Regions from separate parts of the Mus musculus genome. Here regions 1, 2, 3, 4, 5 and 7 are each linked to region 6. Evidence: chromatin contacts called from public Hi-C and HiChIP or PLAC-seq data. All regions are on one chromosome and are shown on one strand. Each heading gives the region's core, a stretch centred on a gene start, on an enhancer-like site or on the middle of the called end of the contact. The rest is flanking DNA. Distances are from core to core; before and after follow the strand shown.

Region 1 (3,134 bases), core at 358-2,857, 360 kb after region 6:
CGGATAAGCCCATCCTCTGCGGCGCTCCAGAACGTGTTAGGCCACATGGGCGCCGTGGCAATGCGCTTCACCCGGTTTGTGTGGTCTCCAAACATGTGGATCGTCTCCTTTACCGTAAGGTCGTGGACGTGCACCTTGGAGTCAGCTGCCCCCGTGATCAAAATGCGGTCTCCAGCATGAGGCAGGAACTGCTCACAAGAGATCAAATGATTGGCAGGAGATAGGAGAGAGCTGGCTACTGAAGGAGAATGGCCTGGGTGTCAGCGCGCCTTCTCCCTCTCGTATCACTAAGTTTGTAAGAGCTCACCAAAGTGAGCCTGGCTATCGAGCAGCAGCCGATCAGCACAGAAGTTCAGTCAGGATCTGCACTTCGTGCAGTCGGAGTGGTCACCATGCACGCCGAGCTGCGCTGCCTAAGGAGCCCTTTTTTCTGACTCCTCTCCAGATAGGAACTGAGTGGATGATAATTCTCGCTATCCCTTACTAAGAATTCCCAAATTAGGGGCTGGGTGTGTCTCTTCGAGGTGAGCACCCACTTAGTATGTGTAAAAACCAAAGTTTAATCCTGAGCATAGGAGAAGGAGAAACCTTTAAGGGTCATGGCTAAGGGCATAGCTTACTGGCAGACCACATGTGTGACATCCTTGATGTTCTAGGTTCAATTCTAGCACCAAAATAAAGCAGAGCAAGCAACCAACCACTGAGTTTCAGAACACCGCAAGGCTGTTCAAACCCAGACTGGGGCTTTATATATCCACCCACCCACCCACCCACCTACATCTCAGTTCATCCACATGTCCGGCCATCCAGGTTTGGATTAAAAAGCAATTCCCATCTTTTGACCTAAACTCCTAATTCTATGAAAGATCCAAAGGATCCAAAAGAGAAAATGGGATCTAGGCAAAAAATGTTCAGCCAAATACTCCTTATAGAGCAAACAGTGGGAAGAGTGCAGATGTTGGGCTGTGGAGAAGGGCTGGCCACTATAAGACTACTACCATCACCCCAGTCAAGTGAAGAACGTAACATTCCAGATGACACGAAGAAAACCTCTCTCCCTCCCTGTCCCTTTGTGTGTGTCTGTTTGTCTATCTCCCCTCCTTCCTTCCCTGTACTGAAGACAGATCAGATACTGGCATGGAGAAAGGCAGGCAGCTGCTCTACCACAGAGCTATATCCCAGCTCTCCCTTTTGATTTTTATTTGGAAGAGAAAACAAAAATGCTCTTCTGCTTTGTCACTTAGAAATAGGAATATATAAACTTATTTTTAGGGGCATGCCTCAATCTTTATTCTTGTCTGGAGGCAGCATAGATTCCAGCCACAGCAAAAATAGGTGAAGTAAGCCCTCAGTGCTGCCTTGCTTGCAATGTGCCGCAGCTGCCACCAGGGGGAGCGCCTGGACGGAATATGATGAATGCCCAGAGGCAGTGTTTTCACTAAGTCCATGGAAAAGGAGGCTTTTCTTAAACAAACTGGAAAGAGTGCAGTGGGTGATGGCACTTGCCACACAAGCCTGGTGACTTGAAATCAAGCCTGGGGTCCCATAAAAAGGAAGGAGAGGATCAACTCCACCAAGCTGTCCTTTGGCTTCCTCACATTCCCCCGTCCCATATCACACACCTATATCATAATACATTGCTGAAAATGTATTTTTAGTGGGTGGTGGTGGTGCACCCCTTTAATCCCAGCACTCAGGAGGCAGAGCCAAGCAGATCTCTGTGTGTTCAAGGCCAGCTTAGTCTTTACAAAGCAAGTTCCAGGACAGCCAAAACTGTTGCACAGTGAAATCCTATCCCAAACAAACAAACAAACAAACAAACAAACAAAACAAAACCAAAAACAAAAAACCTACCACCACCACCAAAAACAAAAAAGAAAAAGAGGTGTTTTATTTAAACCACCAAAACTGGGCTGGTGAGATGGCTTAGCAGGTAAGAGGGACGGCTGCTCTTCTGAAGGTCCTGAGTTCAAATCCTAGCAACCACATGGTGGCTCACAAACATCTGTAATGAGATCTGACACCCTCTTCTGGTGTGTCTGAAGACAGGTACAGTGTACTTGTCTTTATTTATAATAATAAATCTTTGGGCCAGAGCAAGCAGGGATTAAGCAAGCGAGGCCGACCAGAGAGAGCAGAGGTCCTAAATTCAATTCCCAACAACCACATGAAGGTTCACAACCATCTGTACAGCTACAGTGTACTCATATACATAAAATAAATAAAATCTTAACACTAAAAACACTAGAAGGTTGTGAACAACTACTGTCAAAATATAATCTTGGAAGGTGACCACAGACGTACTGCAGCGTCTTTCCCACACATCAGAACCACAAACCAAGCTCCAGTTGTTCTGCTTCTAGAACAATCCCAGGCACTCACCCGCAGAGGTGAGAGAGAGGGAGTGAGGCAGAACTCAGGGTGATGAGGCTCAGAGCTCCCTGAGGTGGCTCTGGTTTCAGGTAGAGTCACTGCTCTTAAGGAGACAGCCGCACACTCGTGGGCCCACAGATATAAATAAATATACAACGGCAGGGCTGACAAGCCCTTTCCTCACAGGTCACTTCAGATCCAATGTGCCCAGCGACAGGTCACCTCAGTGCAAAAACCCTGCTTCTGGGAGTGGGGCACCAAGGCTCTGCACCCACAGATCTCCAAAGAAACAACGAATGATAAGCATGCAGGATTGTCCTTCCAAGCAAAGATGTAAAACCTGTTCTTTCATCTTGTGTTATCTGTTGGGCCAGGTCATGTTAAGCTACTACAATCAGGACAAGAGGTGGCTAGTAGTCTAAATGACCCTCACAGCCAGGGCCTCCCCAAGGCCCCGCAACCAGGACCAGAGGTGGCTAATAGCCTAAAAAAGCCCTATGCTATTTGTATGACTAAGACCAGGTCAGAGCACTGCTTAGGCCCTTAAGCTAGTGTAGGTAGCCGAGAACCAACCCATCCTCTTGGAAGAAATGGCATGTACCCCAAGTCGAGTTTCAATGTAATTACAATGTCCATGTACACCAGGGATTGTATTATACCAGGAAACTTTTTTTCCAGATTAAACTATGGTTAAATCTGAGGGCTAAAGCCCCTGGCATCAGACTTCCCAAATCTCCATCCAGGTTGATGGTCAATGGGAA
Region 2 (3,171 bases), core at 297-2,796, 390 kb after region 6:
CAAGGCCTGCCTGAGCTACATGAAACTTTGTTTTAAAACCCACACATGAAAAAAAAAATGCTTATCTGACACTTTATCCCGATCATCCACCCCATCCTTGGAAGGAATGGAAAAGCTACAGTCACAGTACTCAGCTTCTAAACTCAAACTTGAGAAAACTTTCAAGTTGCTCCACCAACACATTTACCTCAAGAGATTTAAGAACACCAGAGACATTCACAAGAAATTAGTCACACTCAGCTGCTAAGATAAATCGTCTGTACTGCTCAGATAAATCGCATGTAAACCCTCATACTTTTTTTTTTTTAATTCTTATTAGTCCTGGTAATGCACCTGCAGCGGAGAGCAAACCATAAGTCGCCAAGAAACTCCAATCACCGGGCTTGGGATGGGGGGTGGGGGGTGGGGCGTGGGACGGGACGCTCCACTAAAGCTTTTCAGAAAGAGATCCTGCGGGTTTGCAGTTTATCTCTACCGATTCTTATTTACCCTTTGAAGTGGGTACTAATAGCCCACTCCCAAGCAGAGACCCTTTGTACTTAGCGCTACAGTCGATGATGCAAACACCTTGGCAAAGTTCAGTTTGGTGCCAGGATGAGCCACTGAAGGCATCTGCGACTGCCAGAAGCCTGAAAACTCACTCTCTTTCTCTCTCTCTCTCTCTCTCTCTCTCTCTCTCTCTCTCTCTCTCTATAGAGAGAGAGAGAGAGAGAGAGAGAGAGAGGAAGGAGAAGGAGAGAAAGAAAGAAAAGGAGTATGGGGTGACAGAAACAGAGAGCAAGAGAGGGAAAGAGAGGCAGAGAGACACGGAAAGAGCAGACCAGGTCATTGACCTCTTGAAACTTCCACCTGCCCCTTTCTTCCTGAGTGCGATCGGCGCCAGATCAGATGTCAAAAACTCCGCAAAAAATAAATAAATAAAAGTCCCGTGATAGGACGACTTCTACCTCTGCCCCGGTGGAGCCTGCGGGACTCCTACAGCCTTCCCCCACCCCCTCCCCCGACCTCCCAGCCAGTCCTCTTCTAGCCTCCCTTCCCCGGCCCTTTCTGCCCTTCCTCGCCGCCGAGGCCTGACCCCTTCCCGGGACACCCCGGAGTCCCGAGGCGATCGGGCTCAGGCCCCCAAGCAGGGAGCCGGCCCAGAGCGGACGGCCCCGGAGCCGGGGCTCTGGGAGCCGGTCCCCGACTCGACATCTGCGGCGGGGATGGGGCGGCGGCGACCCGTACCTGTCAGGTCTCTTCCCAGGACCAGCAGCGGAGCAACTTCAGGAGCCCATGTCGGTCCGGGGGGGCCCGGCCCCTCTCCCGGGAGCAGGGGTGCGGATCCCGGGAAGGGGGCTGGGGACCCGGGCAGCTCTAGCCTCTTCCCATGCTCCCCGCCCGGCGCCTGGCCGGGGCCGGACAGCGCCTCCGCCCGCCCCTGCGCACCGCCTCACACCCGCGCTCACACACACTCACACTCCCTCGCGCGCTCTCACACACGCACTCCCCTCCCTCCTCCTCTGTTTATCTCCTCCAGCTGTCTGGGGACCCAGGAGAAGTCCCGCACTGCGCCTGCGCCACGCAGTCTCCGCGCCGGCCCCGCGTCTCACGGTCCGCGGCTACGCTACGGCGATGGCGCTCGGCAGTTTCCTGAATAGTGAGCGCGGGCCCTAGTCCTCTCTGCCACCCTCACCCCCCCTCCATCGCGCGCCCGGTCAACGTCTGCTGCCGGTGGCGCCCACTAACCTGCTAGCGGGGGAGCCCCCCACTTCGCCGGGGCCAATCGGCTTCACCGCTCGCGGGAACGGCAGCCAGTGGGCGGGCGGAAAAGCGGGGCTCAGCTCTGGAGTATCATGGGAGTCGTAGTTTTTCGCCATCGCAGAGGTCCTGCGGCGTGGACTTGCCCCGCCCGGTTACCATTAGTTACCTGGACGCACCTCCCATCCCACTACACCTTTTCTGAGTCCCAATTCCACATGTTCTCCCAGGTCCAGTACAGACCCTCCAAGGGCTAAGAGCTCATCAAAATTGCTTTTGATGCTGTAAATTAGGGGACACCTAAGGCTAAGACCCTGAGTCCTCCCAGAGCAAAGCCTCAGCCTGCTCCTTGCTCTAGGGGGCTGCTGAAGTTACAGGTTCCATGCTCGAATCTTCAGGTGCTGGAAGGAAAAGGTCCTATGTTGAGTGACCTGGGAGCTCTAGGAACCCAGATCGATGGCAGACAAGGTCTATCTAATACTAGCCAAGTAATTGCTCTTCTGACTTTCAAGCTCCAAGTCAGAACGGAGACACCCTCCTCTCTAAGGGAGTTCCAAGGTGACAAAGGTGGCAGTAAAGATAACTTAAGGGAGAGAGACCAGGAGCTTCAACTCAAAAGCAATCACCTTACATTTCTCTTCTCTTAGAGTGGCAGATACACAGTATGCCAACGTCTAAGTAATAACACTTTTATTTTCACTGTATTGGGCATGCTCTCTTTGATAGATACAATTGTTCCTATGTTTTTAAAAAGAAGAAACAAGCATAAAGTAGTTAAAAAGATGCTAGCCCAGGGTCACACAACTGGTTAGAAAACAAGGAATGAAACCAGGCAGTGCTGGAGACTAAGTACAAACATTTAGCACTTAAGAGTGCTGGTCCAGGGTTGGAGAGATGGCTCAGCGGTTAAGAGCACTGACTGCTCTTCCGAAGGTCCTCAGTTCAAATCCCAGCAACCACTTGGTGGCTCATAACCATCCATAATGAGATATGATGCCCTCTTCTGGTGCCTCTAAGACAGTTACATTGTACTTATTTATAATAAATGAATCTTTGGGCTGGAGCTAGCAGGGCTGACTGGAGTGAGCTAAGGTCCTAAATTCAATTCCCAGCAACTACATGAGGGTTCATAACCATCTGTACAGCTACAGTGTACTCATATACATAAAAATAAACAAATCTTTAAAAGAGTGCTGGTCCTAAGTTTCTCTTCCCATAAGTGTCTGGTCTTTGCTCATTTCTGTTCGGACCACTTGTGATTTCTTTCTCTTGTGAATTCAGGTCAGTCTTCATCTTCTAGAAAGGTTGTGGGGCATGCCTCCTGACCTTTCCTGCTTAGCTGTATGGAGAGACAGAGACAGAGACAGAGACACGGAGAGACAGAATACTCAGCTGGGCACATACCTCCAGTATGTGGGGGTAGATGTGAGT
Region 3 (2,977 bases), core at 465-2,964, 470 kb after region 6:
TGCCACAGCCCTGTGAAGCTGGTATTATCCCTTCCGTTTTACAGGCAAGGAACCCGAGCTCAGAGAGTTAACAGAGCGGCCTTCTGAGACCAAGCCTGTGCACCTCTCGCCAGCTGCTTTCCTGGTCCCCAGTCCTGTCCCCAACCTTCTGTTCTTCTGGCTCCCCTGAAAAGCCCACGGCCTCCCGTTCTCTCGCCCTTCACAGGTTTCCATGTGATCCCCACCATCTCAAGCATCGTCCCGGAGAGCTGCCTGCTGATCGTAGTGGGGCTGCTGGTGGGGGGCCTGATCAAGGGCGTCGGAGAGACGCCCCCCTTCCTGCAATCAGACGTCTTCTTCCTCTTCCTGCTGCCACCCATCATCCTGGATGCAGGCTACTTCCTGCCTCTGCGGCAGTTCACGGAGAACCTGGGCACCATCCTGATCTTTGCTGTGGTGGGCACACTGTGGAATGCGTTCTTCCTGGGTGGCCTCCTGTACGCCGTGTGCCTGGTGGGCGGCGAGCAGATCAACAACATTGGCCTGCTGGACACCCTGCTCTTTGGCAGCATCATCTCTGCCGTGGACCCTGTGGCTGTGCTGGCCGTCTTCGAGGAGATCCACATCAACGAACTGCTACACATCCTTGTCTTCGGGGAGTCCCTGCTCAACGATGCCGTCACTGTGGTGAGGGGGCAGGGGTCACACCACACGCACATGGGGCACAGGCAATGCCTTATCCTTCCACTAGTGCTAATAAAGATGGCCAGGGTCCCTCCATGCTTTCTGTCAGGCACTGCTCTGAGCACTGGAACATGGATAACCCGAGGAGAGACGTATTTTCTTACCTTACAGAACTAGAAACAACCCACAGAAGTTAGCTTACTAGAGTGCGGCGGAACTGAGCTTTGAGGCAGTATGCTTGGCCAGTCTATGCCCTCTAGGACCTGAGCTGCTGGCCTAGCAGGTCATTTGCTTCCTGGCTAGCTTGCATTTGATACTGTGTTGCCCAGCCACTGGGCTTCTTCCTGCTTCTGTTCATAGCCCATTTAATCTCTGAGGAGGCTTTTAGCTCTTGTGTTGGCTGTTTAAGAATTGGTATGTGCAGGGTTCTGGGCAAAGGAAATGAAAAGGACTCGGTCCCCCCAAACCTCTAGGATGTGGGAAGTGAAATTAGTAGGTCTGGGCTGACTGTGTGGTTTTGTTGTTGTTTGTTCATTCGTTTGGTTGGTTGGTTTTTGGTTTCTTGCTTTTTTGTTTTAAGACGGTGTTTCTCTGTGTAGCCGTGGCTGTCCTGGGACTTCCTTCTGAGACCAGGCTGGCCTCAAACTCAGAGATCTGCCTGCCTTTGCCTCCTGAGTGTTGGGGCTAATGGTGTGTGCATCACCGCTGCCTGACTACCCAGCTGACTACTTGGTTTCCTGTGACTTTAAGTGAGAAATTCTTCCTCTTCCAGGCCCCTCCTTTGACAGACTTCAAGTGACCGAGTGGTAGTGCTGTTGTCCAAAGGCCAGGTGGGGTTTCCTGGGATTCCTGTTGGAATCCAGCTTGTACGTGTGCACCTGAAGTGTGGGTGCCTAATTTGAACCATCCCCCAGCTGAGTCTGGCTATGCATTCAGGTTGACGTACAGGAAACAATGGTGTGCTTGCATGGAGTTGATAACTCCATCTGTGTATAAGATCTATGCAGTCTCCTGACCGTGAGCAGCGCTGGGCTGGTCACGTGGCTGATGCTCAGACGCTCCCGGTTTGGATGCCTGCTACCCTATCTGGTTTGCACAGTGACTCTGTAGCTTTGTTATGGTTTCTGTTGCTGTGGCAGAACACCATGACCAGAAGCAGCCTGAGGAGGAAAGGGTGGATTTAGCTTTCAGTCAAGTCATGTGCCGTCGCTGAGGGGAGTCAGGAACTCGAGGCAGGAACCTGGAGGTAGGAGCTGAAGCCGAAATCCTGGAGGAGTGTTGCTTATTAGCTTGCTCAGGACCACCTGGCCAGAGCTGGGTTCTCCCTCATCAAGAACATGCCCCATGGCATTGGCCACAGGCAGTCTGAAGGAGTAGGTCTTCTCCCTGGGTGATTCTAGCTTGTGGAAAGATGACCCCTGCAAAACAAACCAAGCAGGACGATGGCACTCTTGAAGTGGAGGCATCAGGAGGTTCTTAGCTGAAGAGCTCACGTGACTGCTGGGGTCACATGACCCCCACAGGCCTACACCACATTGCTTTTCTTTTTCAATTATCATGTCACTGACGATAGCTCCAAGCGAGAAAAGAGGACCCAGCCTCAGTACCGTTCCTGTGACTCATGGCATAGCCTGTGGTCACTCATGAGCATCCCCAAGCTGGACTGAGGTTAGCCGATGGCGGAACACACTGCTGCTGAGGTCCAGCCTGGGTCCCAGAAAGCTGTGATCCACTGGTGCCTAGCCAGTGCCTAGCAGCCACCCTTTCTGCAGCCCATAGTGGGCCTTTGTCCAAGATAGGGTTTCTCTGTGTCGCCCTCCCGGCTGTCCTGGCTGTCCTGGAATTCACTCTGTAGACCAGGCTGCCCTCACAGAGATCTGCTTGCCTCTGCCTCCTGAGTGCTGGGATTAAAGGCATGCACCACCACTGCCCGGCCTTTCCTTCTTTCTTTCTGTTTTTATTTTTGTTTGTTTGGTTTTCTGTGTGTGTGTGTGTGTGTGTGTGTGTGTGTGTGTGTGTGTGTAGCCCTGACTCTCCTGGAACTAGCTCTGTAGGCCAAGCCAGCTTCAAACTCAGAGATTTGCCTACCTCTTGCTAGGATTAAAGGTGTGTGCTACGATTGCCTGGCAAATTGGGCCTTTTCTAGAGCTTAGTTCAGGTGTGAATGCCCCAGACAGTGAGGCTGCACCTGAGCTGCCTGGCATCAGCTCTGTCCTCTCACTCTTTCCTGCCTGTTGCCCCTTCTTTCCAGGCCTGGAACATCTCCCCTCCCCCAAAGCTGGTTTCTGGCAGAGCTCTCTAGGGCTAGACTTGA
Region 4 (3,121 bases), core at 145-2,644, 470 kb before region 6:
CGTCATCTCTGTTATCTGCTCTTCCCCTGAAGGGAGGCCAGGAACAAACTGCAAGATGGCGGATCCTGTTCAAGGTGCGACTTCGGGGGGGAAAAATCCTTCTAACCCAAAATTACAGGCTGTAGACTGGAGTGAGAACAATGTCTTCAGATGCTTCAGACTCTACGGAAGGACGGAGAAACCAAGCCCCGCTGAGATAAAGGGCTCACTCTGACTCTGCAAAACAGCAAGCCCTCAGCAACACACAGGCCTCTTCCTGCTTTCTTCTCAGCACAATCTCTTCGTTTTCAGTTTTGGAGGCTTTTTCGAGAGAGGCTCACTTTGTAGCCCAGGTTGGTCTCCCAAGTACAAGGATTACTACCACCCGTGACTCCTATTTGTAACATATATATATATGATATATATATATATATATATATATATATATATATATATATATATATATATATATATATATATAAATAAAATGTAAAAATCATATGTAATACAGTAACATATATGTGCATATTTATTTATTTATTATTTTAATTTTTCTTGAATTTTCAAGACAGGGTTTCTCTGTGTAGCTCTGGCTGTCTTAGATCTTACCATATAGACCAGGCTGGCCTGGAGGTCTGCCTGATTCTGCCTTTTGAGTGCTAGGATTAAAGGCATGCATGCCTCATCACCACCCACCTATTTGTATTATGTTATGTATGTGTATGTGTGTGTGTGTATGTGTGTGTGTGTGTATATAAATACTTTTTATTACAGTTTATCGCATCTGTGTTGGGGAGTGTATGCCTTGGTCTGAGGACAACTGTGGGAGTCAGTTCTAGCATGTGGCTCCCAGGGATCAAACTCAGGTTGTCAGGTTAATGGAAACAAGACAAGATCTCGCTGTGTAGCCCAGGCTGGCCTAGAAGTCATTACAAAGCCCAGGGCAGTATCATTTCTTTAGTTGTGTAGACCTGGGTGGATTCTTGACCCTGCAATTACCTGTGTGATTTCAGTTAGTGACATAACAACTCTTATCCCAATATTTTCATTTGTCAACTTAAAGAGTGACGTCAGTCTTGCGGGGTTGCCATAAAGGTTGTAGTATATGGTATACGTACTATGCAATAATAAAAATCCATACCTAGTTCCCGTTTTGCAGGTGAGGAACGAGGGCTTGCTACAGCTTCTCCTTTCTGAAGATTGTACTTCAAGGCAAAGGGAGAGAGAGCTTCGGAGATTTGAAGAAACTTCTATGAAGATGGGGTGGGTTTGACTGAACCAACCTCCTCTTGCATGAGGATCTACAGTTTTGTCCTGGAGAGCTAAAGGATCAAGCACCCAGAATCCTGCCTAGCCTCTATGGCCTAGTGGTCAAACAGGTTGTGAAACTACGTAGCAATGACTCAGCCTGGACTTGCTCTGCTGGTCACAGCCAGCAGGCTGAGGCTGTTTGGTTGCAAGCTGAAAGGACATTGTGTCTAACAAACACATTGCCTGTCAAAGCCCTGTCTGGGTGCCAAGCACAGACTGTGAACTCTGGTCACTGGGGCGTCATGAATGACTGAACTGGGGTACCAACGCTGTATGTGGCTCTTGCTTGTTATTCTTGTCTAAGGAAGGCCCAGAGCTAATGTCACGATAAAGGAATGTGCTGAAAGTGGGGAGCTACTCTCAAGGAGAAGCTTGGTTTGACCTTTGAGGCCCTGGGAACCTGTCTTTATCTCCTTCAGACATGAACTTCTTACTATAGAGAATGCTCACCTTGAAAAATTGTCATTTAATGATAAAGAATGAAAATTTTCAGCCGGGCGGTGGTGGCACACACCTTTAATCCCAGCACTTGGGAGGTTGAGGCAGGTGGATTTCTAAAGTAGAGAGCATTCTCTGTAAGTTGATATTAGAATCCTATGGTAAAACTCATCTTCCCCAATTCTACTGGGAACCTGCACTGTCTTGCAAGGTAAGGTTCATATTATGGTAGAATGTTTTATCCAGAAACCATAGAAAAGCAACCCAAACCGAGCATAGACCCCCGCCGCAAGCCAGTTATGTCACTCCAAGCATTTTGGTCATTGGATTTAATCCCTAGGATTGAAGTATTGCAACACTTGGGAGATGGAGGCAAGAAGATATTGGGCCTAAGGCTAGCCTCAGCTATGTAGTGAGTTAGAGACTAACCTGGGCTACATGAGACTCTGTCTCAAAAGAACCAAAAAAAAAAAAAAATCCAAAACCTTTAGGAGTTAGTATGTTACCATGTAGCCCAGGCTGGACACAAATTCATCATCCTCTGGCCTCAGGCTCCTAATTCCTAAGACCTGGGAGGACAGCCTCGTGTCTTCATGGCTAGTTGAGAAAGAAACTGCTAATAAGGAGCTGTGGCCTCTGAAAAATGGTCCGCAAAGATATCCAAGTCAACATCTCTCATCACTTTGCAAATGAATTGAAGAAATGGTGACAAGGGAGGGACATTATCCTGGAAAATCTAGGCGGGCCCTATTTGGGATCACACCTGCCATTATAAAAAAGAAATACCCCAGGCAGTGGTAGCTACTCCCTCAGTCCCAACACTCAGGAGGTAGAAGCAGGCTGATCTCTCTGAGACCAAGGACAGCTCCGTCTAGTCTACAGAACAAGTTCCAGAACAGGAAGGGCTACACAGAGAAACCCTGCTGAGAGGGGGGGGTAGTGTGTTGACTAAGAAGGCAAGCAGATGTGTTGTAATTTAAGTGTGTCCTGAGAAGTTTGTATGTTGGGAACAATCCCAAGGTCAATGCCAGTGAACTGTGAAACTCCTGAAGTGATTGAGTCACGGTGCTCTGCTCTTGTGAGCAGACCCAGGAATGCCCTTGTTATTACAGGACTGGCTTCCTTATAAACAACAGGATTGCCCCCTCCTCTCTCTCCTTCCACCAAAGCCCTGTCTCTTTCCCGTGCCTTCTGCCATGTTCTAATGCCCTCACCGTCCGGAAATCCTCACCCTTGAGAATGTAAAGCCATCAGCTCTTACTCAGTAGCTATTACTCAATCTGAACTGCCGTGGTGACTCATGCCTGCAATCTCACCATTTGAAGGACTGAGACGTGATAATCAACATATGCTTCAGGCCAGCCTGGGCTACATAGTAAGTTCAGGCAAACCT
Region 5 (3,161 bases), core at 313-2,812, 290 kb before region 6:
TTTATTTTATACAACAGGATTTGTTAATCTCTCTCTTCTGTTTTCTTCCGTTGCTCATAAATTTCTCTCTTTATGGATAAAGGTGGAATACTGTGGAACTCTGTTTTTCCTCTCAAAGTTTTGAAAGCTTGGTTCTTCATGTATTTGTAATTAATGATAGCACGTGAGGTGAATGTTCTCTACGCACTGATAATCAGCTCTTCTCACTGTTTCACACACTAGTTTGTCTCTGTAGCTCTGACTGGTGTGGAACTCACTATATAGACCAGGCTAGCCTCATAGCTAGCTGCATCCCCATTGCTGGGATTAAAGCTGTGTTTCACAGCACCCAGCTGTTTATTTCATATTGTAAATACTTTTTAGGTTTGATCATAAGTTTGTCTTTCTAGTCTGCTCTGTGTGTGTGTGTGTGTGTGTGTGTGTGTGTGTGTGTGTATGTGTGTGTGTGTGTGTGTGAGAGAGAGAGAGAGAGAGAGAGAGAGAGAGAGAGAGAGAGAGAGAATGGACATACCAAGTATTTTAATCATGTGCAGCCATTATCACTATCCTCTTGGTCTTTATAGCGGATTTCTACTTTAACCTACAGTAACATCATTCAGTTGGTCTTTGGCAGGTTGTTTAAATCTGGTGACTCCAAGATGCTGCCTGTGTCTTAGGATAGAGCGAGAGCTGAGTGAGGCGGTGAAAGGAATGCACTCGCTCTCTCACCCTGCCCTTGTCCTCTCTATCTCTAGCTGGTGCTGAGATGTTCAGTTTTTACAGCCTCCATTCTTCCTCACAATCGTTATTATTGCCATTTTTTTGTCTAATTTTCAGGAAGAAATATATAAGTATTGGAACAAGCCTTTATTTACTTATTTGAAAGCTAATGTATAAAATCCAGATTCCTCCTTTGCATCACCCACTGTTAGTCACTGGTAAGAGCACGTTAGGATGGCCAGATATTCACAGAGAAACCTGTCCTGGAAAAAAAAGGAACTGTGTTAATCTTTGAATACTTCTGTGCCCACCTAACTGCCTGTAAATTCCTTTGCTGTATATAATATACTCAGGTATCTTGCATTATTTATACACGTCTCTTGAAGTTGTAATCAAGAGTGATGCATACATACTTTTACATAGGCACAGTATATATAAATATATACTTAATTCCCCTTTCTGCAGTAGCATAGCACATTGAAATAGACTAAGTTCTTAGGACCATAGGGATCACAAGATAAATAATGCTTTGATTCAGCTACAAAAGAAAGATTATGAAGTAGGAATCTAGAAATTTGAAGTATAAAGTATTTATTACTAATTATCTACTTTCTAACTTCTTAGCCATGAAAATAAAAGTAGTTGTGCTATTATACAAAGATTTGGCTTTGTTTATGACCATATGAAACTACAATAGTATTCTAAAGTTGGGTGTTCCAGGACTCATGGCTCAGCTGGTAACAGCACTGTTGCCAAGCCTGGTGGCCTGAATGGAATCCCCAGAACCCACATGGTGGAAGGAGAGGGCTGACTGCTGCGGCTGTCCTCTGAGCTCCACATGTGCACCGCACAAACCCAGTGTCCCTGCAGAATAAACAGAGGAAATGATGTTGGCACGGGAGAGGTGACTCAGCAGAGAGCTGTCACTTGAGAGCAGGATTTCTTGGCAAGCCTGGGCAACATTGTGAGGGCTCTCCGCCCCCCCCCCCCAACCTCCTGAAAAAGTTGACAAAAGAACAGAACTGTCAGAAGAACAGAACTGTCAGCTTCTTTGAATCAAACCAGTTTTTAGCTTTTTCATTGACAGTGTAGAGAAATGTGAACTCTTAGGAAATACTATTTTTCTTCTTGATATATTTTTTTGAGATTGCAGTTTAATTTCACATTTCTCCCAAACCTTCCTGTATTTCCCTCTCTCCTCTTCTTCAAAGTTATAGCTTCTTTTTTCATTAATTGCTATTACATGCATGTATATTTGTATGTACATATATATCCTAAATATAACCCATTAAACCCATATGTTACTTATGTTCATATTTCCATGAAGGCATATGAATACTAACGAGTTCTCATCTTCAGACAAGATGATAAAGCAAGTGTATTTAGAAACTAGGAGTGAGAACGGAAACTTGGAAGTTATTGAGACTTTATTGCTCAAGTGCTTGAAAGGTATTTAAACTAAAAGACTAACCCAGCATGTTTGTAACTTCATCAGCTAGTAACTGCATTCTTACTATGCTCATTTTCATAGCACTGAAATCTTTTCACTTCTGTATCATAGCTGTTATTATTTGGTGTTTTTAAATCTGCATCTTACCACAGAATATTGTCAGGTTTCACTAATGGTAAAAATATGTACAAACTACAACTAATCCATGGGAATAAGAATTCTAAGATGTTTGCAACAATTCTGTACTCTCGTTACTCAGAGTGGAAACAAGAATTGTGTTTATGTTATACAGCTTCCTCGGTTGCTAGTGAGTGTGACTTTCTATTATGTAGCCTGTGTCAATTAAAAAAAAAGTTGGGGTGACGTAATGTTAGAAGCTTTATGGCTGAGCTGTTATATGCTCAGTGGTAGACTGTAGAGTACTTAGTCTGTGTGAGGCCCTTGCTTTGCTCTCTAGAATCACAAGAAAGAAAAGGAAAAAAAGAAAAGAATACAAGTTGTAGCACATTAAAAAAAATGCTGAAAATGTAAAAAATACTTGAATCTTTCTATTAGCAGACTTATATTTCAACTTAAAAATTATTAGAAGGAAGAATTCTCTATTGATAGCAATAGTACTTAGGTATAATATAATTGATGGCTATTCACATATCTATTCACAGATGTGTTAGAGTATGAATTGGCAAGTGTCCCCAATACACTCGCCAGGATTGAGGAGGTTCTGAAATGAACAGCGTTGTTTCTTTGTAAGCTACTCTGATTTGATTTGGTTTTGGTGGTATTGTTTTTGTTTCCTTTGATTTTTGTTTGAGACAGTATTTCCCTGTATAGCTGAGGCTGTCCTCAGAGTTGCTGTAATTCCCCTGCCTCAGCCTCTTGAATGCTGGAATTACAGATGTGTGCCACCACACCCAGCTTTTGTTTTAAAATGATGGAAATTACTAATGATAATTGACCAGTTACTTAAAAATATTAAACCTGAGTTTTCAAAGTTCTTTTCTCTGAAATATGG
Region 6 (3,173 bases), core at 193-2,692:
TGAGTATTGATTGGGGTTGCTGGATTTTGAGTCCCAGTCCCCAGCAATCCCTCAGGCTGAATTACCCTGACGATGGCCGCATACTGCTCTCTCAGAATGCAGCTTAATTCTTCACCTTCATCCCCTAGACATTTACTGAGTGATCAATCCACGCCAGGCACTGTACCAGGCGCTAAGGACCCCACCGCACAAGGAACCTACTTCCTGCCTACTTGCAGCTCAGAGTGAATCCACGAGGCCCCCTCTTCCTTCCTGTTCGCCTTCTCTTCACCCCCATTTGTTTCGATAACCCCTACCCTTGTCTGTCTTCACGGGTTTTGATTATTACGTTCACACAGCACCAGACGACATGATGACACACAGCAGCGGCAGGGCCACGTGACATCTGTCTCTTTTAGAATTGTCTCTGGCAGTGGCCTTCAGACAGACACACCACTGAGTCATGGCCCTGCTGCAGGGTTGCAGCCTGACAAGTTCCTTGCGTTTTTAGGGTCCCAAATCTGCTTTCTTTAAAGCCAGGAGGTTTCCTCTGCTAATGCGATTGGCTTTTTATAAGGCTTTGTTTTGTTTTGTTTGTTTTTGGTTTTCGAGACAAGCTTTCTCTATGTAGCCCTGGCTATCCTGAAATTCACTCTGTAGATCAGGCTGGCCTCAAACTCGAAGAGATATGCTAGCTACCTCCTGAGTGCTGGGATTGAATGGGGTATACCACTACTACCCAGTTATGAGATTTTGTTTTTAAGTGTGTGCATGTGTGCGGTTTAGAAAAGTTATAGTTCCAGACAGTTGTTAACTCCCTGATGTGAGGTCTAGGAACTTAACGGGTCCCCTGGAAGACCAGGGAGCTCTTGTAACCAAGAAGTCATCTCTCCAGCCCCCTGGGCTTCCTCTTCTAAAGTGTCTGCTGAGCAAACGCACACGCTCTGTAACCCCTGGCCTTCTCAGATCCTCTTGCTTCAGAGCAGAGTTTATTTTGGGGAAAAGCCATCTTGTAGTGCCAACTTTGGTGACTAAAGTGGGGTTGGTGCTGGGCAGTGCCATGTTTGGTCACAAAGGGGGTGACTAGAAACTAACAGAGAATGCTTTTTACTCTGGAGCTACATCTTAAGACGAGCCCCAAATTAGACCTCAGTGACTCTGGGCTCCATCCCAAGTATAAAATAGAATAAAATAAATTCAGACCCCGGTTTCTGACTGTCTTGCTGTAAGACAATGTCAAGGTCATCTCTGGTCCTCAGGTTTCTCGTCTGTCAAATGGTGCTAAAGGAGTCTCATCCAGACCAAGAGTGTCATTCCCAAGTGTGGACGTTAGAGGATGTGTCTTTGTTTTTAGCTTGAAGGTTTAAAGATGGGTGTGTGCCAGGGAGGCAGGAAGAGGGCGGAGCTGGAGCTGCAGGTCACTGTGAGTCACTAAATGGAACTCTGTCTGCTGGAAGAGCAGCAACTGCTGAGCCGTCTCTCCAGCACCTTGCAGTCAAGTTCTTGCTGTGCTGACCAGGCTGCCCTTGAACTCCTCGGCTCAACAATTCGGCCGCAGGCTCCTCCAGCACTTGACTACAGGCATACCATGTCAGCTGACTTAGTCCTGACCTTTCATCAAATCCCTTTATCTAGGGAGTTTCCTTCCAGGCCCTGGTACCCTTTAACAGTCAGCCCCTCCTAAGGCTGGCGCCACAATCTCATGGTGCAGTGTACGAACATGACCACCAGGTGGCACTGTAGTCCCGGGCTAGACTTCATCAGCCCTCATTATCCTTGAGCTGCTCCGCAATTACTAAAAGCCCTCCCTGGGGCAGTCTCCACCACAGTCTTCCGAGACTGAAATGAATGGACCTCGGCTTCTGCTCTGCAGCAGGAAGCCTGGACGCTGGAGTGATCATTCCCAGGGTCTCTGAAGGACCTTCCTCCTGCTCTCCTTCCCAAACCCCTAGTTCCACAATTCAGGACCCTCTCTGCCATCAGGTCTGTCTTCAAGTTCACAGCCTATGCACCTCCCACCCCCACCCCCCGACAGAGCCATAAGGTTTTAGAGGAGAAAGAGAGAAACACGCCACCGCCACCCAGGCTTCTTGGCTGGCGGTACAGGGAAATGCTGAGAACCGGGCGTTACTAAGCTGACCTGGAAAGGGGCCTGGGCCAGCAGCAGCGGAGGTTGCTGAAGCAGAAGAGGCCTGTGGCTTCCTGTGAAGAACTGAGGAGCCACGTCCTTTAAGCAGATGGCTGGGGGGAGGGGTGGAAGACTAGGACGCCCAGGCCTCCCGGTGAGGAGAGGGAAGGGTCCCAGGAAGGCAGGCGAAGAGGCCAGGGAGAGCGTTCTCTTGCCTTTCAGCCTCTGCCATCTCCTAAGATAGACAGGCAGGACAAACAGCGTCATTAATGTGAAGCTACCCGGAAGAGACAGGGGCAGGAACAGGTCTGTCTGCTCATACAGACAGCAAGTCCAAGCACCTAGCCACAAGTACCCAGGTTTCAGTGCCTGACCTCAGAAACTCAGATAGAGAAACCCAGCCCCAAGTTCTCGGCCTCAAAACCCCAGCTTGTTCCCAACTGCATGCACCCACTGTGCAAGCAGAAGACGTAATGCCCTGTCAGAGGCTGTGGGGGTGGGAGTGGGGCGGAGGAGCGGGGAGAGGAGAGGGGAGGGGAGGGCTGGTGAGCTCCCGGACACAAGAACACGGGACACGCGATTCGATCCAGATCCAGAGGTTCTTTATCGGAACAAACAAATGATTCCAGATGGAAGCTTTGCCGCAATCCTTACAGGATCTGTTTACTGAGCTGACTCGTCCCTGTAGCCAGCACCAAGGAAGTGCCAGGCTGGTCATGCAAATAACCACACAGCCCAAGCTGGGCGACTTGGCTGCCTTTGCCCTACGCATACAGGCATACAGCTTGTTTGTCCAGGGTTGTGTCTCCTGTCACACCTATGGAGAAGCCTGCGTCCTTAACAAGGTCAGGGACAGAGAACTCTGCTGGAACCTTTCCTGAGCAGAGAGCAGGGGGGCTGCCACTCCTGACACAACACGGCTGTGTCACAAAGTCTGTGTGTGTGTGTGTGTGTGTGTGTGTGTGTCTGGGCCTCTGCCTCACCACTGTCTCGCTCCTCTGGAGGTCAGAGCACAGCTCACAGGAGCTCATTCCCTCCTACTATGGTTTGGTCACCCGTGTCTTTA
Region 7 (3,286 bases), core at 448-2,947, 440 kb after region 6:
TAAGGCTTGGGAAGGCTGTGTCTTTTGTGCTGGCTAGCCTGAAGAAAAGGAGGCAGGAGAGACAGCCGTGGTAGTCTGCCTGCAGGCTCTTAGCTTGCACTCCTCCATGCACTAGAAAAAGTAAAACTGGGCCCTGTTCAGCAGGCGCTCGCAGTGTGCTCAGGGCTGGACGAGATGAGACAAGACATAATAGATGTGATGTGTCTGAGGGCTGGGCAGACTCTTGGCAGAGGGCAAGTTGAGAGGGAGTGGGCAGTCCCTGAGAGCTGCAGTGGTAGAGGAGGTGAGGTGGGACCTGAGTGGAACCTTGGAGGGAACGAAAGCAGAGCAACGTGCTGTACTAGAGGCTGACCCCGTCCGTCCATGTGGGCGAGCATGGGAGCCCCTGGAAGGCAGGGCCTGTGTGCTTGCTTCCTTCTGCTATCCCTTCCACCCCTGCCCTCTCATTCTACCTCCTTTCTTTGTCTCTGTCCCCCCTCCCGCTTGTCTTTCTTTCTTTCTTTCTTTCTTTCTTTCTTTCTTTCTTTCTTTCTTTCTTTCTTTCTTTCTTTCTTTCTTTCTTTCTTTCTTTCTTTCTTTCTTTCTTTCTTTCTTTCTTTCTTTCTTTCTTGATATGGTACCAGTAAAAGCTAGGAACCTTGCTGGACAGATTTTAAATGAGCTGTAATACTCTGTATTTACTTTCTTATCTGTTTGCTTCTGGCACAAGGAAAGGCCTCTGTAAATATTGGGGAATGAATGGGGGAAGGAAGGAAGGAAGGAAGGAAGGAAGGAAGGAAGGAAGGAAGGAAGGAAGGAAGGAAGGAAGGAAGACGTACCTGACTTCCATGTGGAAAAGGGGTCCATACAGAGATTGGGGTAGACTAGAAACCAGGTTGCCCAGAGAGGAGGGGAAGGGAAGTTCCCAGCTCCTAGGTGGCAGGCTAGCTGTTAATGGAAAGTGACACTCATGCATGGTGTCGGCATCTGAGTGCCACTGTGGGCACAGCCTTCTTTGCTCTGCAAGGGCATCTGCGCTGGGCTGGGTGGGGTGTATCTGGGAGGATCTGCGTCTGTCTGGTCTGCCCTCTGTGTGTGAGTAAAAGTGAGATACCATAACTTCCACAGGGAGCTGCTGAGAGCTCTTAATTGAATTAGGCTTTTTCTGAGAAGATTCCTCAAGCCATAAACTGCACTGTGACTGAATTAATGAGACCAGTGGCCATAACCACATAAAACAGCATCTTGTTAGTTTATAGTCATACCTGAACAGGCTTAGTTATGGCTTCTCTTTGTGCATGTGGACTGGGTGTGGACTGGGACCCGACTCTTCCTTCTGTGCCAGATTTATTTTTACATAAATAAATAAAATAAGACCAGCATAGTAAAATTCAGCAACAGTCTAGGAGGGAGTTAAAGTAAACAATGAAAGTCTCCTAGCTCTCTGGCCACTGGCATTCAGTTCCCCAGATGTTCCTGATGTCGGCTGTACTATGCATCTTTTCTGGAAACTCTCCATGCTGTGTGGACTTACGTGCGATGGAGGGCAGATTTAGTTTTCATGAAGTCATTTTGTGGCTCTAGGCTGTGAACTGGGACTTGAGCCCTAGAACCAGCTTTGTCTCTTTCCTACCTAAGTCATTTGCTCTCTTGGGCCTTTAGTTCTCTTTCATTTTAATGTGAAAAGCTCTGTTGGGCCCCTGCTCCGCTGAGGCCTTGGGGGACTCAAACACTTGGAGGGTAAAGTCTACAAGGTCCATCCTCTGGGGGTGGGTCAGGGCTCCCGTAGTTCTCAGGCTGAAGAGCACAGAGTTCTCATGTATGGGCTCTGCGATTAAACCATCGGTTCCTAGAACTAAGACAGTGTATAAGGGAGGAGGCACAGCAGGGCACTGTGTGGTGTTGGTTGATGCTCGAACCTAAGGGGAGATGAAAAAAAGTGGTCTGGAGAGGTGGTGCAGGTCTGAGAGGAGATGGTCTGGAGAAGTGGTGCAGGGCACACACTCTCAAACTATGGGTTGAGCAACTGGATATGGTCATGAAACTTGATACATTTGGTAACAGTAGGTTTATAAACATAACACTAAAAATTAACTCAAAGGTGAATGTGTAATAAGCCCAGAGTTTCTCCAGAGCCCTCTGTATTGCACTGAGCATACTCAAAAAGAGCCCTGGTCTGGTTTCCTGTGTGCAGCATGCTCCGTTCTGCGTGTGTGCATTCCTGCTGCAGAGTCCTCAGCACTGCTTAAACATCTGGGCTCCTATTCTAGACTGCACTGTCATTCACTGTAGTACTGGCCGGTTTCTTCTTGTTTTGAGACAGGACCGATGACCTTGAACTCCCGATCCTCCTGGTTCTACTACCCATCAGGGAAGGGTTACAAGTATGTGCTGCCATAGCACTGCTGGCGTCAGAGGAGGTGCAGGCCAGGCCTTTTCTGCAAGGCAGGCGTGTCAGTTACTTTCTATTGCTGTGATCAAACACCATGATCAAAAGTGACGTCTAGAGGAGGCTGGAGTCCAATCCTCAGCACCCATGTGGTGGCTTACTACCATTTACAACTGTGTCCCATGTGCTCCAATGCCCTCTGCATATACATAAAAACACACAGGTAAACAAATCATTAAAAATTGACCTGTAGAAGAAAGTTTATTTTGGCTTCTCATTCCAGAGGGAAGAATGGCAGCAGGCAGGCAGCTGAAAGATCACATGTTCGACCACCCACAGGAAGCAGGGAGAGCAAACTGGGAGTGGAGTGAGACTATGAACTCGCTCTGTAGACCAGGCTAGCCTCAAACTTCACAGAGGTCCATCTGCCCCTGCCTCCAGAGTTCTGGGATTAATGACGTGAATTTTTTTAAAGAAAGATTTCTTTATTTTATGTATATGAGTACACTGTCACTCTCCTCAGACACACCAGAAGAGGGCATCAGATTCTGTTACAGATGCTTGTGAGCCACCATGTGGTTGCTGGGAATTGAACTCAGGACCTCTAGGGGAGCAGTCAGTGCTCTTAACCTCTGAGCCATCTCTCTAGCCCGAGGTTATGAGCTCTTTTTTTTTTTTAAGCTTTATTTATTTGTTATATATATGTAAATACACTGTAGCTGTCTTCAGACACCCCAGAAGAAGCATCAGATTTCATTACGGGTGGTTGCTGGGATTTGAACTCAGGACCTACAGAAGAGCAGTCAGTGCTCTTACCCGCTGAACCATCTCTCCAGCCCCCGGTTATGAGCTCTTAAAGCCTTCTTCAAATGGCATATTCTTTCTCCAAGGCTCCATGTCCTAATAGTTCTAAAACAT

Evidence for each region. A called contact is a pair of places that touch in the nucleus more often than the background predicts. HiChIP or PLAC-seq counts read pairs in DNA pulled down with a chosen protein or histone mark.
Region 1: a contact with region 6 is called in a Hi-C map of B cells, with 4 times the contacts expected there. The contact joins two enhancer-like sites. A contact is called at or near these places in 4 of 39 promoter capture datasets (the C10 cell line, liver, neural stem cells and 1 more), 5 of 15 datasets of contacts at CTCF or cohesin (CD8 T cells, the NIH/3T3 cell line, embryonic stem cells and 1 more), 77 of 484 Hi-C or Micro-C datasets (B cells, the C2C12 cell line, CD4 T cells and 46 more), 20 of 115 datasets of contacts at active chromatin or transcription factors (the HPC-7 cell line, acute myeloid leukemia, astrocytes and 15 more) and 3 of 9 other capture datasets (adipose tissue, embryonic stem cells and pancreatic islet).
Region 2: an H3K27ac HiChIP or PLAC-seq map of microglia shows a contact between it and region 6, with 8 times the contacts expected there. The contact joins the promoter of Wdtc1 here to the enhancer-like site in region 6. A contact is called at or near these places in 5 of 39 promoter capture datasets (the 3T3-L1 cell line, liver, neural stem cells and 1 more), 4 of 484 Hi-C or Micro-C datasets (B cells, the HPC-7 cell line, bone marrow-derived macrophages and 1 more), 17 of 115 datasets of contacts at active chromatin or transcription factors (the SCID.adh cell line, T-cell acute lymphoblastic leukemia, acute myeloid leukemia and 13 more) and 4 of 9 other capture datasets (adipose tissue, embryonic stem cells, macrophages and 1 more).
Region 3: a contact with region 6 is called in an H3K27ac HiChIP or PLAC-seq map of large pre-B cells, with 2.8 times the contacts expected there. The contact joins two enhancer-like sites. A contact is called at or near these places in 3 of 484 Hi-C or Micro-C datasets (cortical neurons and embryonic stem cells), 3 of 115 datasets of contacts at active chromatin or transcription factors (bone marrow-derived macrophages, epiblast stem cells and large pre-B cells) and 1 of 9 other capture datasets (embryonic stem cells).
Region 4: a contact with region 6 is called in a FOXA1 HiChIP or PLAC-seq map of pancreatic cancer cells. The contact joins two enhancer-like sites. A contact is called at or near these places in 1 of 39 promoter capture datasets (pre-B cells) and 2 of 115 datasets of contacts at active chromatin or transcription factors (pancreatic cancer cells and stem cell-derived neural progenitor cells).
Region 5: a contact with region 6 is called in a FOXA1 HiChIP or PLAC-seq map of pancreatic cancer cells. The contact joins two enhancer-like sites. A contact is called at or near these places in 4 of 39 promoter capture datasets (the C10 cell line, hippocampal neurons, liver and 1 more), 1 of 15 datasets of contacts at CTCF or cohesin (the NIH/3T3 cell line) and 3 of 115 datasets of contacts at active chromatin or transcription factors (astrocytes, embryonic stem cells and pancreatic cancer cells).
Region 7: an H3K4me3 HiChIP or PLAC-seq map of embryonic stem cells shows a contact between it and region 6, with 13 read pairs. The contact joins two enhancer-like sites. A contact is called at or near these places in 1 of 39 promoter capture datasets (the SN4741 cell line), 10 of 115 datasets of contacts at active chromatin or transcription factors (bone marrow-derived macrophages, double positive thymocytes, embryonic stem cells and 4 more) and 2 of 9 other capture datasets (adipose tissue and embryonic stem cells).

The regions. Positions count from the first base shown.
Region 1 is chr4:133,308,749-133,311,882 of GRCm38.p6, forward strand. It overlaps Wdtc1 (WD and tetratricopeptide repeats 1), which reads right to left. Exons shown (of 16, transcript NM_199306.4): 6 at 1-188. Among named protein-coding and RNA genes, the nearest start is that of Wdtc1, 29 kb to the right of the region's middle. Within about 2 kb of position 1,608, at least 5 of the 459 cell types and tissues checked have an H3K27ac peak or open chromatin away from gene starts, as enhancers often do. A contact at or near this core is called in B cells, bone marrow-derived macrophages and cortical neurons, where this site is marked.
Region 2 is chr4:133,337,769-133,340,939 of GRCm38.p6, forward strand. Wdtc1 (WD and tetratricopeptide repeats 1) reads right to left here and starts at 1,547. Exons shown (of 16, transcript NM_199306.4): 1 at 1,228-1,547.
Region 3 is chr4:133,411,632-133,414,608 of GRCm38.p6, forward strand. It overlaps Slc9a1 (solute carrier family 9 (sodium/hydrogen exchanger), member 1), which reads left to right. Exons shown (of 12, transcript NM_016981.3): 2 at 206-666. Among named protein-coding and RNA genes, the nearest start is that of 1700091J24Rik, 22 kb to the right of the region's middle. Within about 2 kb of position 1,715, at least 65 of the 459 cell types and tissues checked have an H3K27ac peak or open chromatin away from gene starts, as enhancers often do. A contact at or near this core is called in bone marrow-derived macrophages, where this site is marked.
Region 4 is chr4:132,473,402-132,476,522 of GRCm38.p6, forward strand. No RefSeq gene overlaps it. Among named protein-coding and RNA genes, the nearest start is that of Med18, 11 kb to the left of the region's middle. Within about 2 kb of position 1,395, at least 88 of the 459 cell types and tissues checked have an H3K27ac peak or open chromatin away from gene starts, as enhancers often do. A contact at or near this core is called in pancreatic cancer cells, where this site is marked.
Region 5 is chr4:132,651,484-132,654,644 of GRCm38.p6, forward strand. All of the region lies in intron 1 of Eya3 (EYA transcriptional coactivator and phosphatase 3), which reads left to right. Among named protein-coding and RNA genes, the nearest start is that of Eya3, 14 kb to the left of the region's middle. Within about 2 kb of position 1,563, at least 99 of the 459 cell types and tissues checked have an H3K27ac peak or open chromatin away from gene starts, as enhancers often do. A contact at or near this core is called in liver and pancreatic cancer cells, where this site is marked.
Region 6 is chr4:132,943,994-132,947,166 of GRCm38.p6, forward strand. No RefSeq gene overlaps it. Among named protein-coding and RNA genes, the nearest start is that of Gm36518, 15 kb to the right of the region's middle. Within about 2 kb of position 1,443, at least 276 of the 459 cell types and tissues checked have an H3K27ac peak or open chromatin away from gene starts, as enhancers often do. A contact at or near this core is called in B cells, the HPC-7 cell line, the SCID.adh cell line and 19 more, where this site is marked.
Region 7 is chr4:133,379,019-133,382,304 of GRCm38.p6, forward strand. All of the region lies in intron 1 of Slc9a1 (solute carrier family 9 (sodium/hydrogen exchanger), member 1), which reads left to right. Among named protein-coding and RNA genes, the nearest start is that of Mir5122, 11 kb to the left of the region's middle. Within about 2 kb of position 1,698, at least 71 of the 459 cell types and tissues checked have an H3K27ac peak or open chromatin away from gene starts, as enhancers often do. A contact at or near this core is called in embryonic stem cells, where this site is marked.